Regions from separate parts of the Mus musculus genome. Here region 1 is linked to region 2. A link is a contact called in public promoter capture Hi-C data. All regions are on one chromosome and are shown on one strand. The core of a region is the stretch at or near the end of the contact, and the rest is flanking DNA. Distances in the headings are between cores, read along the strand shown.

Evidence for each region. Capture Hi-C pulls out chosen DNA fragments and counts their contacts.
Region 1: a contact with region 2 is called in a promoter capture Hi-C map of liver. The contact joins two enhancer-like sites. A contact is called at or near these places in 2 of 39 promoter capture datasets (the C10 cell line and cranial neural crest), 1 of 115 datasets of contacts at active chromatin or transcription factors (embryonic stem cells) and 2 of 9 other capture datasets (adipose tissue and liver).

What each region holds. Positions count from the first base shown.
Region 1 is chr11:50,412,636-50,419,579 of GRCm38.p6, reverse strand. It overlaps Rufy1 (RUN and FYVE domain containing 1), which reads left to right. Exons shown (of 18, transcript NM_172557.3): 5 at 2,273-2,396; 6 at 3,279-3,340; 7 at 4,998-5,063. Among named protein-coding and RNA genes, the nearest start is that of Rufy1, 15 kb to the left of the region's middle. Within about 2 kb of position 3,744, at least 32 of the 459 cell types and tissues checked have an H3K27ac peak or open chromatin away from gene starts, as enhancers often do. A contact at or near this core is called in liver, where this site is marked.
Region 2 is chr11:50,191,430-50,197,912 of GRCm38.p6, reverse strand. Mrnip (MRN complex interacting protein) reads right to left here. Exons shown (of 7, transcript NM_026543.3): 4 at 3,630-3,705; 5 at 821-969; 6 at 210-294. Among named protein-coding and RNA genes, the nearest start is that of Sqstm1, 16 kb to the left of the region's middle. Within about 2 kb of position 3,577, at least 11 of the 459 cell types and tissues checked have an H3K27ac peak or open chromatin away from gene starts, as enhancers often do. A contact at or near this core is called in liver, where this site is marked.

The DNA of each region.
Region 1 (6,944 bases), core at 2,495-4,994, 220 kb before region 2:
CACACATCCCCTAAGGTATCACAGACAACACGCAGCTCTAAGGTATCATAGACAACACACATCCCCTAAGGTGTCACAGACAACACGCAGCCCTAAGGTATCACAGACAACACACATCCCCTAAGGTATCACAGACAACACACATCCCCTAAGGTATCACAGACAACACGCAGCTCTAAGGTATCATAGACAACACACATCCCCTAAGGTGTCACAGACAACACGCAGCCCTAAGGTATCACAGACAACACACATCCCCTAAGGTATCACAGACAACACACATCCCCTAAGGTATCACAGACAACACGCAGCTCTAAGGTATCACAGACAACACGCAGCTCTAAGGTATTGCATCATTATATTTGTCTCTATTACTTTGTAGTTGCAGCATAGTCTGTAAGTCATTGTCAAAAAAAGAAAATAGAGTGTTCCTAGCTGAAATCAAATCATCCTAGATCCTAGTTTTCAGTGCTCTGAGGTTTGGTTTGAAGTGTTTCTTTCTTTCTTTCTTTTTTTTTTTTTTTTTTTTTTTGGGTTTGTTTGTTTGTTTTTCCCAGAGACAGGGTTGCTCTGTATAGCCCTGGCTATTCTGGAACTCACTCTGTAGACCAGGCTGGCCTTGAACTCAGAAATTTGCCTGCCTCTGCCTCCCAAGTGCTGGGATTAAAGGCGTGCGCCGCCACCGCCTGGCTTGAAGTGTTTCTTTATTGAACCCAAATATCCCAGAAGCATTATGACTGAAACTCACAGGACTTCATTTTGAAATTCTAAAGATAATTCTCCCAGAATATTAATGCTTATAATTTGGTAACTGTCAGCCCATTCAATAAGTTTCAATAAAATGGTATTTAATAGACTGGATGATAACAGGAATAAAATAACTGTTGAATGGTGGGTAATTCTTTTTGTAAAAAACATACATATGTCATCCTAGCTGAAGATTTCATATCCAGTTTGTAAAATGTGGATTTGTTAGCATTAGTGAAAACTTAAATAATGGCTATCACTGAAATTTATGACTGACTCATTCTTTATATGTATGGCTTATAAACAAGTAGTCATTGTAAAAGAGATTTTCTCTAGACTGAAATTTATATAACAGAAATCTCTAGAGTTAATCTCTTGTCTAACTCAGATTAAAATTTCCTTTTCATCGTAGCCAAGACCCAAATTTTTTTTATTGTTGAACATAGCTTGTTTTAATTTTTGGTTTTTCTTTCCTTTTAAATTTATTTACTTATTTTCAGGAGTTGTGAATACCATGGCACATACATGTGGGTCAGGAAAATAAAATGAAGTCAGTTCTCTCCCCTTTTGGGGCGGGGGAAGGACAAGATTTCTCTGTATAGACCAGGCTAGCCTTGAACTCACAGAGCTTCCCCTGCCTCTGCCACCCAAGTGCTGGGATTACAGATGAGTGCCAGCACACCCTCTCAGTCCCCTCCTTCAATCCAGCAGGTTCCAGAGATCAGCTCAGAGTGTCAGGCTGGTGGCAGGGGCCTTTGTCACTGTCACCTCACCAGCCAGTCATGGTGACCTAATGTTTCAGGCAGCCAAGGTCTTCGATAGAGAGAAGCCAAGTGAAGACACAGGGACACAAGGCAGGACAACAGGAAGACAGAGGCCAGGAGTAGGGGAGAGAGAGGGGAAGTAGTGGCTCGGGATATAAACTGCTTGCTTTGCAGGCATGAGGTTCAGTCCCCAGCACATACATGAAAAAGCTGGAGTTAAAAGCTCTCTTTCATGCAGACAAAACACCCATACATACACATAGAATAAAATGATAAAATATAAAATAAAAAGCAGCCATCTAAGAACCAGCACCTGAGGTTGACCTCTGGCTAAGCTTTGGCTCACAGGTTTCTGAGGTTTCGGTCCATAACTGGTCCTTTTGCTTTGTGCCTGGAGCAAGGCAGCATATCCTGTAGGAAGCATGTGGTAGGTAGAATAAAAACTGACTTCCTGGACAGAAAGGGAGAAAGAGGAAAAGGCAAAGGTCACACACCTTCAGAACACACCTCTGGTGACCTCTCAGCTGGTCCCTCTCCTAACTGCAACCAAGCTGGGAAGCAGGCTGGTCACATGGATCTCTGGGGAGACATGTAGGCCAAGAAGAGGCATTTGACATGTTAGGAGAAAGGAGGGTCCCTGAGGGTCCCTGCTCCAGGGTAGGTGCCAGTGGAAGGATCCTAGCGATGCAAAGGCAGGAGAGCTGGGGTGAGGTGAGTGAGGGTGTTTGTGAGTAGCTCCCTGACATGCCAGTCTCTTGCAGTGAGTTCTATGAGCCCGAGGCCTTAATGATGGAGGAGGAAGGAATGGTGATCGTGGGTCTGCTGGTGGGACTCAACGTTCTGGATGCCAACCTCTGCTTAAAGGGAGAAGACTTGGATTCTCAGGTAACGTGGATTTAGGCCCTAGTGGGATGAACCCGGCCAGCGGTTGTTGGCTTGAAATCTGCAGACAGCTCTCCATTTTGATTGGATGTAATTTCCTGTAATGATCTCCATCTGTTGCAAGGAGAAGTTCTTGATGGGGGTGAGGACTACACTTATCTGTTAGTATTTGGATAGGTATTTAGAATGTAGTTTGAGAGTATGCTGGTTTAGTAAAGTGGTGGTTGTAGGTTCCTCTCCAAGATCCATGTCTTCACTAGCTCTGGGCAGATGGCTAAGTTTCCAGCACCAGACATGGTTTCCCTCTTGTTGAGTGTGTCTTCAATTCAGTGAGAGAGCTGTTACTTACTGCCAAGGGATCTGTGCCACTCCTGGACCCTTAGTCTGTGGTGCCATGCTGGTCATTGTTCGGTTCATGTCAGCCTTTCTTATAGCATCCAGGACCACGTGCCCAGTGGCACCACCTACAAGGGCTGGGCCTTCCCATATCAATCATTAATCAAGAAAATGCCTCATAGGCTCCCTACAGAAGCATTTCCCAGTTCCCTCTTCTCAGATGATTCTAGCTTGTGTCAGGTTGACAAAACTAACAAACAAACAAGATAGGGGTGCAAAGGACTTAGAAGTGTCCCATAAACAAGACTGTCCTTTAGTCTAGAAGTCTCTCTAGTGTTCGTTCTCTCTCTCTCTCCCTCCCTCCCTCCCTCCCCTCTGTTTTAAAATTACTTAGTACACCCAAACCTTTGATGCTCTTTATAAATGCCCCATCCTCCTTTGGATGCACACACAGTTGTGGGGTGACCATCCTGAATCTCAAGGCTTACAGGGCTTGTGGGGATGAGCACAGCACGTTTGATGTGAGCTTGTGCCCTCTGTCTCCATCAGGTCGGGGTGATTGACTTCTCTCTCTGTCTGAAGGACGCACAGGATCTTGACAGCGGCAGAGAGTGAGTAGTGAGCTGCTCGCAGCCCCTCACCAGCTGGTGACACGGGCTTGGGTTTGCTTTGCAACTTCAGCTTTGTTTAGTTAATTTAGTTACAGAGGTGAGTCTGGTGGCATCCTCTCTGTTTCAGGAGTTGCTCTCAGAATTGAGCATGCGTGTGGAAGTTCCCCTTTTATACCATCTCCTTTGCCCATCGCAGTCCACTCCCCTCACCACAGGAAGCTGCTATGGTCACTTCCATCTAAGCCATGTGGGGTGTGTGTGTGTGTGTGTGTGTGTGTGTGTGTGTGTGTGTGGTGTAGCATGTGGGTGGATGCATATTCCACAGCACACATATGGAGGTCAGAAGACAACTGTGTGGAGCTGGTTCTCTGTGGCCACCTTTATGTGGGCTCTGGGAATTATACTCAGGTCATCTGACCTGCGTGGCAAGTACTTTACCCACTGAACCATTGCATCAGACTCCAGGTTTATTTTTGGTTTTTTTTTTTTTTTTTTTTTTTTTTTTTTTATTGACTGTCCAAAACATACTGAGCTTTTTCTACCAATAATGGGATAACTGTAGGACACCCCTAGTGGTTGTGTGTTATGCAGACATACAGGACTAAATCTGATCTACTTGTATAGTAGACCAAGAGAAATTCACCCAAAGGACGATGAAATGAGAAAAGTATGATAACAAGGAATACATATATTTCTTTTTTATAAGCCAAAACAAGTTGAGTATATAGTGCGTGGTATATGTTAGCTCGATGTGCTGGTTAGAGGCACAAAAGAAGATAGCCAGTAAGCCATGACTATGGGTTACCTCAAGGAGCACTAGCAAGTAAAGAAAAAGCAAAAGGTAAAAGAAACAAAAGGATAGCAACTATAAAACAAACTCCAGCCCAGCACCTGTGGCATGAAACAATGTGGCACAGCCCCATTTACGTGAGCTACAAATATAGAAGTATGTGTTAAGGAGTGACAGGAAGGTCGGTGAGATGGCTCCGTGCAGCTCTCGCACACACAGACACACAGACACACACACACACACACACACACACACACACACACACACACACACGACTTACAGAAAGAAAGAGCTGGAGAGATGGCTCAGTGATTAAGTTGCTGCTCTTATACAGAACCCGCATCCGGTGGCTCACAGCTGTTTGTAACTCCAGTCCCACAAAATATGACACTCTGTCTTCCAAGGGTATTTGCATATATGCTGTGCATACTGACAAACAGGAAAACACGTATACGCAAAAATTGTAAATGATTGGAATTTTTAAAAAAAAGAAACCGATCAGAGGGAGAGCTCTACTGTGAAATGTTGAGGGCTTTTTCACTCTAACTTGTCCTGCTGTGTTCTGAAAGTCTTTGTTTCCTTGAGAGCGTGTCCCCTTTCCTTCAGTACAGTAAGACCCAGAGCCACGTGTGTGGCGGCAGGTGTGTTCACTGTGCACAGATGCCAATGGCTTTCTGTCCTCCCCACTGAGGCACAGGTGGTCAGGGACCTGTCCTCAAACCTTGATGCTGTGTCAGGCAAGCCATGCTGTTTACTCCACAGTGGCTCTGCCGGTCTCAGTTTCTGAAGATCGGGATGGCTGTACACAGGCCATACATAGACGGTTTGACATGGATCTAAGGTCTTCTCTCTGTGCTCTTCTCATAGGCATGAAAGAATTACCGATGTCCTTGATCAGAAAAATTACGTGGAGGAACTTAACCGGCACCTAAGGTAAGGCTCACTCCTCGCCAGTGCCAGTTGTTCTGTTGGGTGCCACAGACCTTTGCCGAGGTCTACAGTTTTAACTGTTAGGATTACGGTTTGTCTAAACAGAGAGACAAGTTGTAACCATTCAAGCCACATTTGTGTGTCCAGCCTCAGAGAGGACCCCTCCCTGATGAATGGCTTTGGGAAGACCTTGGGCTTTGTTTTGTACCGTGGTACAGCACGGAGATATAAATACACAGAGCCTGGAGCTCTGCCCCTACTCCACAGCCTTAGGAAAGGGAACAAGTGAAATAATATGAGAAATGAAGGAAGAGGCTAGCAGTGGTCTCAACCTTCCTAACGCTGTGACCCTTTCATACTGTCAGTTCCTCATGCTGTGCTGACCCCCAGACATAAAATTATTTCATTGCTACTTGATAACTGTAAGTTTGCTACTGTTATTAATCATGATGTAAATGCTTTTGGAGCTAGAGGTTTGCCAAAGAGGCCGTGGCCCACAGGTTGAGAACCACTGAGCTAGAGTCCCGGCTCAGCAGTTAGGAAGGCATATTGTGCTTCCAGAGTTGTGTTCCCAGTACCCACCTCAGGCAGCTCTCAACTGCCTGCAGCTCCAGCTCCACAGGGAGCTATCATCTCTGGCCTCCATGGGCGGGCACACACACACACACACACACACACACACACACGTGAATAGGTGTGTGTGCGCGTGTGTGCATTAAACAGAGTCTGGGGCTGAAGAGATGGCTCAGCGGTTAAGAGCACTGACTGCTCTTCCAAAAGTCCTGAGTTCAAATCTCAGCAACCACGTGGTGGCTCACAACCATTCATAACAAGATCTGATGCCCTCTTCTGGAGTGTCTGAAGACAGCTACAGTGTACTTACATATAATAAATTAAAAAAAAAAAAAAAAAAAAAAAAACAGAGTCTGACTATGTAGTCCTTGGCTGGTGCGGAGCCTGGAACTCACAAAGACACATCAGCCTTTGCTTCTCCAGTCTTGGGGTTAAAGGTGTGAGCCACAAGCATGGCCTAAAATGAAGTCTTAAATTTAGGGGGAGGGGGAGGAAGTCTGGGGTTGTGATTCAGAGAAGCCCTAGATTTCAGCCGCATCTCTCACACACACACACACACACACACACACACACACACACACACACACACACACACAAGGTTGAGTGAGGGATGATGTACGTGCATATGCTCGAGTTCCTGGTATGTATGCTTGACTAGAGCATTAATAGTGAAGTGAGCTGGGCATGGTAGTGCACACCTTTAATCCCAGCACTCCGGAGGCAGAGGCAGGTGGATTTCTGAGTTCGAGGCCAGCCTGGTCTACAGAGTGAGTTTCAGGACAGCCAGGGCTATACAGAGAAACCTTTTCTCGAAAAAAAGAAAAAAAAAACAACAGTGAAGTGATCTACTTCTCCAGTTGTGGGGAGACTGAGTTGATGCTTAAGTGATTTAAAATGCTATCAGCAAAGATGACTTGACATCTAGTTCAGAAACTTAAGTTCTTGCTCTTATCAAAGGGCTTGTTGCTGTCATCAGATTTATAGAATCTTTACATTTTTCATATTCTTTCGGTATAAAAGTAGTTTAAAATATCACAGAAGTGGCTGAAGGAATGGCTAAGTGGTTGAGAGCAATTGTTGCTCTTGCAGAGGACCCATGTGGTAGCTCATAACCCCAGTTCCAGGGATCCAGTCTTCTGACTTCTGTGGACGCTGCACACACGTGGAGCACATACATTCATGCAGGCAAAACATTCATACACATAAAGAGTAAATCTAGCCGGGCGTGGTGATGCACGCCTTTAATCCCAGCACTCCGGAGGCAGAGGCAGGCGGATTTCTGAGTTCGAGGCCAGCCTGGTCTACAGAGTG
Region 2 (6,483 bases), core at 2,328-4,827:
TTTGAGGCCAGCCTAGGCAATGAGGCAAGGCCATGTCTCCAAGAACAAAAACCAAACAAACAAATTCCATGGGGCTGGGAGCATAGCTCAGTAATGATGTTTATGCCTATCACACACAAGGCCCTGGCTTAAAGCCCTAACACTGCACATGTGTGTTTCTGTGTATGCAAATAAGCATGCAATCCTACGTTGGCCCCACGGTCACTGACCTGGTGTTCAAAGTTGTCTTCAACACTGTCCACACCCTGGCCATGCAGGCTGTGTGCAGGCTGCCCTGTGCGCTGATTCCATTTCCTGGAAAAGGAAAGAGGCAAGTAAGCTCTCATCTCATCCAATGATCTCACAGAAAGCAACTGAGATGATGGTCTGGCCTGACTCTGACGGGGAGGGATCATGAACTCTTACAGGTTCCTACAGCACCTCCAGAGCAGCCCAGCCAGGCCTCTTCTTTGGCTTGTGTACTTTCAATCTCCTTTGTCCTCTGAGAGTCATGCACCATCCTGAGCTTAGCACAGTCTCTCTGGAAACTTACTAAGACACATGGGGATCTGGAGAAAACTCCCAGGCCCACTGATTACTTTGGCCACACTTCCATGGCCAGCCTTGAACTCATGGCACTCCTACTTCAGCCTCCTCCTCAGGAATGGAGCTGTAGGCATCCAGGCCAATGGCTTAGCTAGCCTTCTGCTCCCCTCTGCCAGACAGCACACTCTGATGGTTAGCAGTGATGGCTAAACTTAGTGACTTCTGGGGCTGCACACCCACCCCCCTTCAGGAGTAGTGTGGGCATGGGGAAAGCTGGATGAGACCCGCTTGGTACCTCTTCCTGGGTTGGGCTGGACTGCTTGGCCGCTCAGCACTGGTTGAAAGCTGTGTCTTAAGAGCTGGTCTCCCTCTGTCCAGCTCCTGGTCCTCGCAGCCCTTGTCCAGATACTTCAACCAACGGGACTCGAGGGGCTTAGACGGTGCCTAAATGGCAGAGCAAAAGGCAGATCTCAGAGTTTAAAGCAGCCTAGCCCACCCCATAATGCTTAGGTCAGGGTTCTTAGGACCCATGTCTCTCTCATCACTAGGAATCACTAGGAAAGACTTCTAGTAGAGCAAAATGTGGACACAGCTGCCTGCCCTGAGACCCCACAACACTGGCTCTCAGCCTTTCCAATGCTGCGGCCCTTTAATACAGTTAGCGCCTCATGTTGTGGTGACCCCAGCCATAAAATTATTTTCACTACTATTTCATAACTGTAATTTTGGTACTTTTTGTTTGTTTGTTTGTTTGTTTTTGGTTTTTCAAGACAGGATTTCTCTGTGTAGCCCTGGCTGTCCTGGAACTCACTCTGTAGACCAGGCTGACCTCGAACTCAGAAATCTGCCTGCCTCTGCCTACCAAGTGCTGGGACTAGAAGGTGTGCACCACCACTGCCTGGCAATTTTGGTACTCTTATGAATTGTAATATAAGTATCTGATATGCGGTACATGTGATATGCAACCCCTATGAAACTGTTGTTCATCCCCAAAGGTGTCTTGACCCACAGGTTGAGGACCAGTGCTCTAGTAGGCTGGTGTACACAGGCTTGTCTCGGACCTTCACAGTGTCAACATTCTCCAACACTGCTCACTCACGATGCACAGTGAAGAGCGAACTGCAAATAGCAAATGATTAAGACAGGAAATTGGTGTACCAAGACACTCCAGATTTCTGTTTGTTTTTGTTTTTTTCTAGACAGGGTTTCTCTCTGTCTCCTTGGCTGTCCTGGAACTCCCTCTGTAGACCAGGCTGGCCTCAAGCTCAGAGATCTACCGACCTCTGCTTCCTGAATGCTGGAATTAAAGGCATGCACCAACTGCCTGTTGACACTCTAGAATCCTCAAACATGAAAATTCCTAAGGACTATACAGTTCCAGAGAGGAGTCAGTACTGTTGCTCAAACCTGGGACTAGTCACACAGACACCAGGCAAGTGGTCTACCCTAGGCTGCATCCCAATCCCCAGCCCCAGGTATTACTTGTAGTAAGAATGGCATAAAATAATCTTTGTAAAGGACCAAACAGGGCTAGGTGTGATGGCGCACACCTTTAGTCCCAGAACCCAGAGAAGCCAGGGCCATACAGAGAAACCCTGTATCAGAGAGAAAGAGGGGGGCGGGGAGGAGAGAGAGAAGGGGCGGGGAGGAGGAGAGAAGGGGGAGGGGAGGGGGGAGAGGAGGGGAGGGGAGGGGAGGAGAGGGGGGAGGGGAGGGGAGGGGAGGGGAGGGGAGGGGAGGGGAGGAGAGGAGAGAGGAGAGAGAGAGAAGAGGGAGAGGGAAGAGGAGGAGACTGAGCAGAAGTGTATACATGGATACACACACACACACACACACACACACACACACATGTCAGAAGGGCTTTTTGTGTGCTTCTAAGTGCTTCCTTTGTTTAAAATAAACTATGAAAGCTAAGTGCAGAGAGATGGTGGCTGGTGTAAGTCATGAGCAGAGGAGAGTCATAGCTGCAGATGTGTCGCAGGAGTTTCTATACATCACACTGGTAGTCACAGTGCAGCATCCTGGTTTAATACTGTGTCAGTCAAGTTAGTCACTAGCCAGGTGAGGCGGTGCACACCTTTAATTCCAGCATTCAGAAGGCAGAGACAGGCAGATCTTTGAAAGTTCGAGGCAAGCCTGATCTACAAAGTGAGTTCCAGGAAAGTCAGGGCTGTTATACAGAGAAACCCTGTCTCACAAATCAAAAAAGAAGCCAGTACCTACCCACCCAACAGTGCCTGCCTGGCTGAGCACCTATTTTGTAAGCCTTCTTCAGGCTCTAGGGCTAGAGAACACAGCTTGCCATTCCTGCTCTTGAGGAGTGAGTCTGCAGCAAGGGAGGGGGAGGGTAGGTGCAGCAGGGTGAAAGCACGGAGGTTCAGAGAGCTCTGCAAGCAGATAAGGGAAGTCCAGGTCATAGAGCAGGTGATGAGGTATGCACCTTTGCAAAAGGACAGGGTCTTTCACCGTTGTGTTTCCTGCAGCGTCACACCAGTGTCTGTCATTAGGATGCAACAATAAGCATTTGCTGAACCAATGACTTTTGTTATTGTTGGGCATTGATTCCCTAGCCTTGGGCATACAAGGCAAACACGTGACTAATGAATACTGTTAATACTTACAGTTTTGGGCTAACCTGCACAAGATTCCAACACACCAGACTCAAGTGAAAAATCGAGTCACGTGTGTTAACTTGGCACTCTATCACTAACTTGGAACTGAAAATTTTCAATTCCTGGAAAGCAGGAGAGATGGTGGCCCAATGCCCTAAGAGGCCAGTGTCTATGGACACGGACACTGCAGCAGCTCTCTCTGAGGTGATGCTTAGTCCCAAAAGGAAGCTGAACTGAGCCATCAGTCTTTCCTATGGTTCTGACTCCCTGTCAACTTACAAAGGAAGCCACCTGAGGTGTCCGTTTACCTTCTGTTCAGCGTCTTCCCCTCAGCCCTGTCTACTCAGCTCACTGGTGTGTTCGTTCTGGTTTATGGACTGAAGGTCCCGCCTGACTCTAACAGGCAAATGAAGCCAACTAAGACCTTTAAATGCCTTGTAATTTGTTCTTGGGCGGCCCAGGGGACAGGGTGGGGCAGTGGCACGGACTTACCTGCTGACTCCCAGCCTCGGCCTGCAGAGGGCCTGCATTTTCTTCTTCACTGCCATTTACAGCTTCCTCCACAGACCTTAAGGGAAGATGGCAAATATGGCCCCGTGAAACCACAGGAAGATGTAGGACAGGGAAGGTGAAGCAGGTGGGTACAAGAACTGGCAAGGCTAGGGCTGTCCTGGGGTGTCACAGACATTCCTGCTGCCCTCATGGAGGCACTCATTTCTCAGCACTTCAGGAGGTTTGGGCAGAGTAGTTACTCCTTGTGACTGAGGGCCAGGACAGCCAGGTAAAACAGTTAAGTACAGGTACTTCAGGTTACAGTCCATGTCCACCTCACAGAGATCTCTACCTGCCTCTGCCTTCCAGGTTCTGTGATTAAGGACTTATGCCACCACCACCTGGCTCTTAGGCAAATCTTAAAAAGGAACTTTACATACATATAAGTGGGTGTAATAAAACTACTTTTCCTGGAGAGATGGCTCAGTTGTGAAGAGCATCGTTGCTTTTGCAGAGACTTGGGTTAAATTCCCAGTGTCCACAGATGGCTCATAAGCACCTATGACTCACGTTCCAGGGGGTGATGTCCTCTGAGCTCTGCAGGCACTAGGCACACACCTAGTGCACATACATACAAGCAACAAGACACAAAATAAATCTAAATAAAATGTAAAACCCTTTTAAATTTTTTAAAATTAACTAAATGGGATATAACATTTATACTGAGTAAACCTAGCTTAGTGTTTGTTGCTTTGTTTGAGTGTTTGTTGGTTGTTTTTGATATGGGGTCTCATTATGTAGCTCTGGCTATCCTGGAACTCATGTAGACCAGGCTGGCCTGACTCACAGAGATCCTTTTGACTCTGCCTCCCCAGTGCTGGAATTTGTGTCATCGCCACCAAAAGGTTTTTTTTGTTTTTGTTATTTTTGTTTTGTTTTCAATGTTGGGGACAAAGAATGCCTCCTTCCTGCACAGTAGGCAGGTGCTCAGCCATGAAACCACATTCCCAGGGCTGAAGCGATAATTCTGTCTGTTTGTTTCTTTCTTTCTTTTTGTTTTTTTGTTTTTTGTTTTTTTTTTTTTTTTTTTTTTTGAGACAGGGTTTCTCTGTGTAGCCCGATAATTCTGTCTGTTTCTTTCTTTCTTTCTTTTTGTTTTTTGTTTTTTTTTTTTTTTTTTTTTTTTTTTTTTTGAGACAGGGTTTCTCTGTGTAGCCCTGGCTGTCCTGGAACTCACTTTGTAGACCAGGCTGGTCTCGAACTCAGAAGTCTGCCTGCCTCTGCCTCCCGAGTGCTGGGATTAAAGGTGTGCCCGGCTATAATTCTGTTTCTTATTTGAGATATTTTTACAGTTATCTATGTATGTGTGCGTGCACACATGCCAGCATGAGAGAAATGAGGGAGGCCAAGACAACTTCCAGGGGTCGCATGTTTCCTCCTCCTGCGTGGGTCCCAGGGATCAAGGATTAGCTTGTCAGGTGCCTTTACCATAACACTGAGCCATCTCACTGGTTCTGGTACTTGGTTTAAAAAAATCAATCTCCCAAGAGTCCACTGAATTCACACAGAAACACAGTTTCACTTTGTGTGCTGACGTGGCTCAGCGATGCTGGTGACCCAGCTGCATTTAGTAGTCTTGTTTCCCAGACAGAATTTCCCTGTTTGCAGACAGAACAACGGATTTACGTTTAGGGTTTAAATGCTCTGCTCTTATAATTTCATATACTGCTACACACACACACACACACACACACACACAGTACTCAGGACTAAACTTAGGGCCTCTCCTATGTTACACAAGACCACTAGGTTCTGACCCCTATCCTACTTAGTCTCTCCAGCTGCATTTAATCTCTTGTGGCACTATGATCGAGTTACTTGGCTTTTTACTTTTTTTTTTTTTTAAAGATTTTATTTATTATTTTATGTAAGTACACTGTAGCTGTCTTTAGACACACCAGAAGAGGGCCTCATATCTTACTAAGGGTGGTTGTGAGCCACCATGTTGTTGCTGGGATTTGAACTCAGGACCTTGGGAAGAGCAGTCAGTGTTCTCACCCACTGAGCCATCTTGCCAGCCCGTTTTTTTTTTTTTTAACCCTTGCTCATTGACTCATATTCCTGAGGCAAGATTAAATGCAGGGAGTTCATCAGTCAGGTCCCAACCATTGGAAGCCTGACCTTTAAAGACAAATGTCTAATAAAAACATCTGGAAACTCACTCCAAAATAGTACCGGAAAAGGAGGACTACCACGTGCTGTGCTCCATATAGGTAGGGGCCTACTCTCATCCTTCTGAGAATCGCCTCACACCCTCTCCTCCCTGTCTTCCTCTCTCTGATATTGGCGACCACTGCTCTCCTGAGTGGGAGGAAGCAGGATGTGAGGGGGCCCCCTGCTCCCCTCCTAATTTGACAGTCACATAGCTGACCAGGCTTTTGTTTCTCCACAACTTGTCCTTTCATGACTGATCTGTGGCCAAGTTTTAGGCTGAGTCCCCCTGTGAGGAGCCTGAATATTCTCTGGCTCCAGAATAATGAGTAGCTACAAAGTGAACCCAAGTTTTATACTTTCAGGAGTGTGAGGGGTACTCTGTGGGGTGTCACAGTTGAGGGAACACAGGACTCTAGGGATGAAGAGTGGCTGCCCCTTCACAGGGTCCGTGTTGTCTTGCACCCCTGTTCCTTCTAGCAAACCTCTGGGATCTACACTCTCTGGACCACCTCCGCTGCTGTGGGATCCTCATTTTCCTCTGCTCCGGCATGGAGGCTCTCCTGGCTCTACCTCCCCTTCTCTGCTGGGGTCTATAACCCTTGCGTAATCGCTGTAGCCAATGTTTCAGGACTAGTGGGGG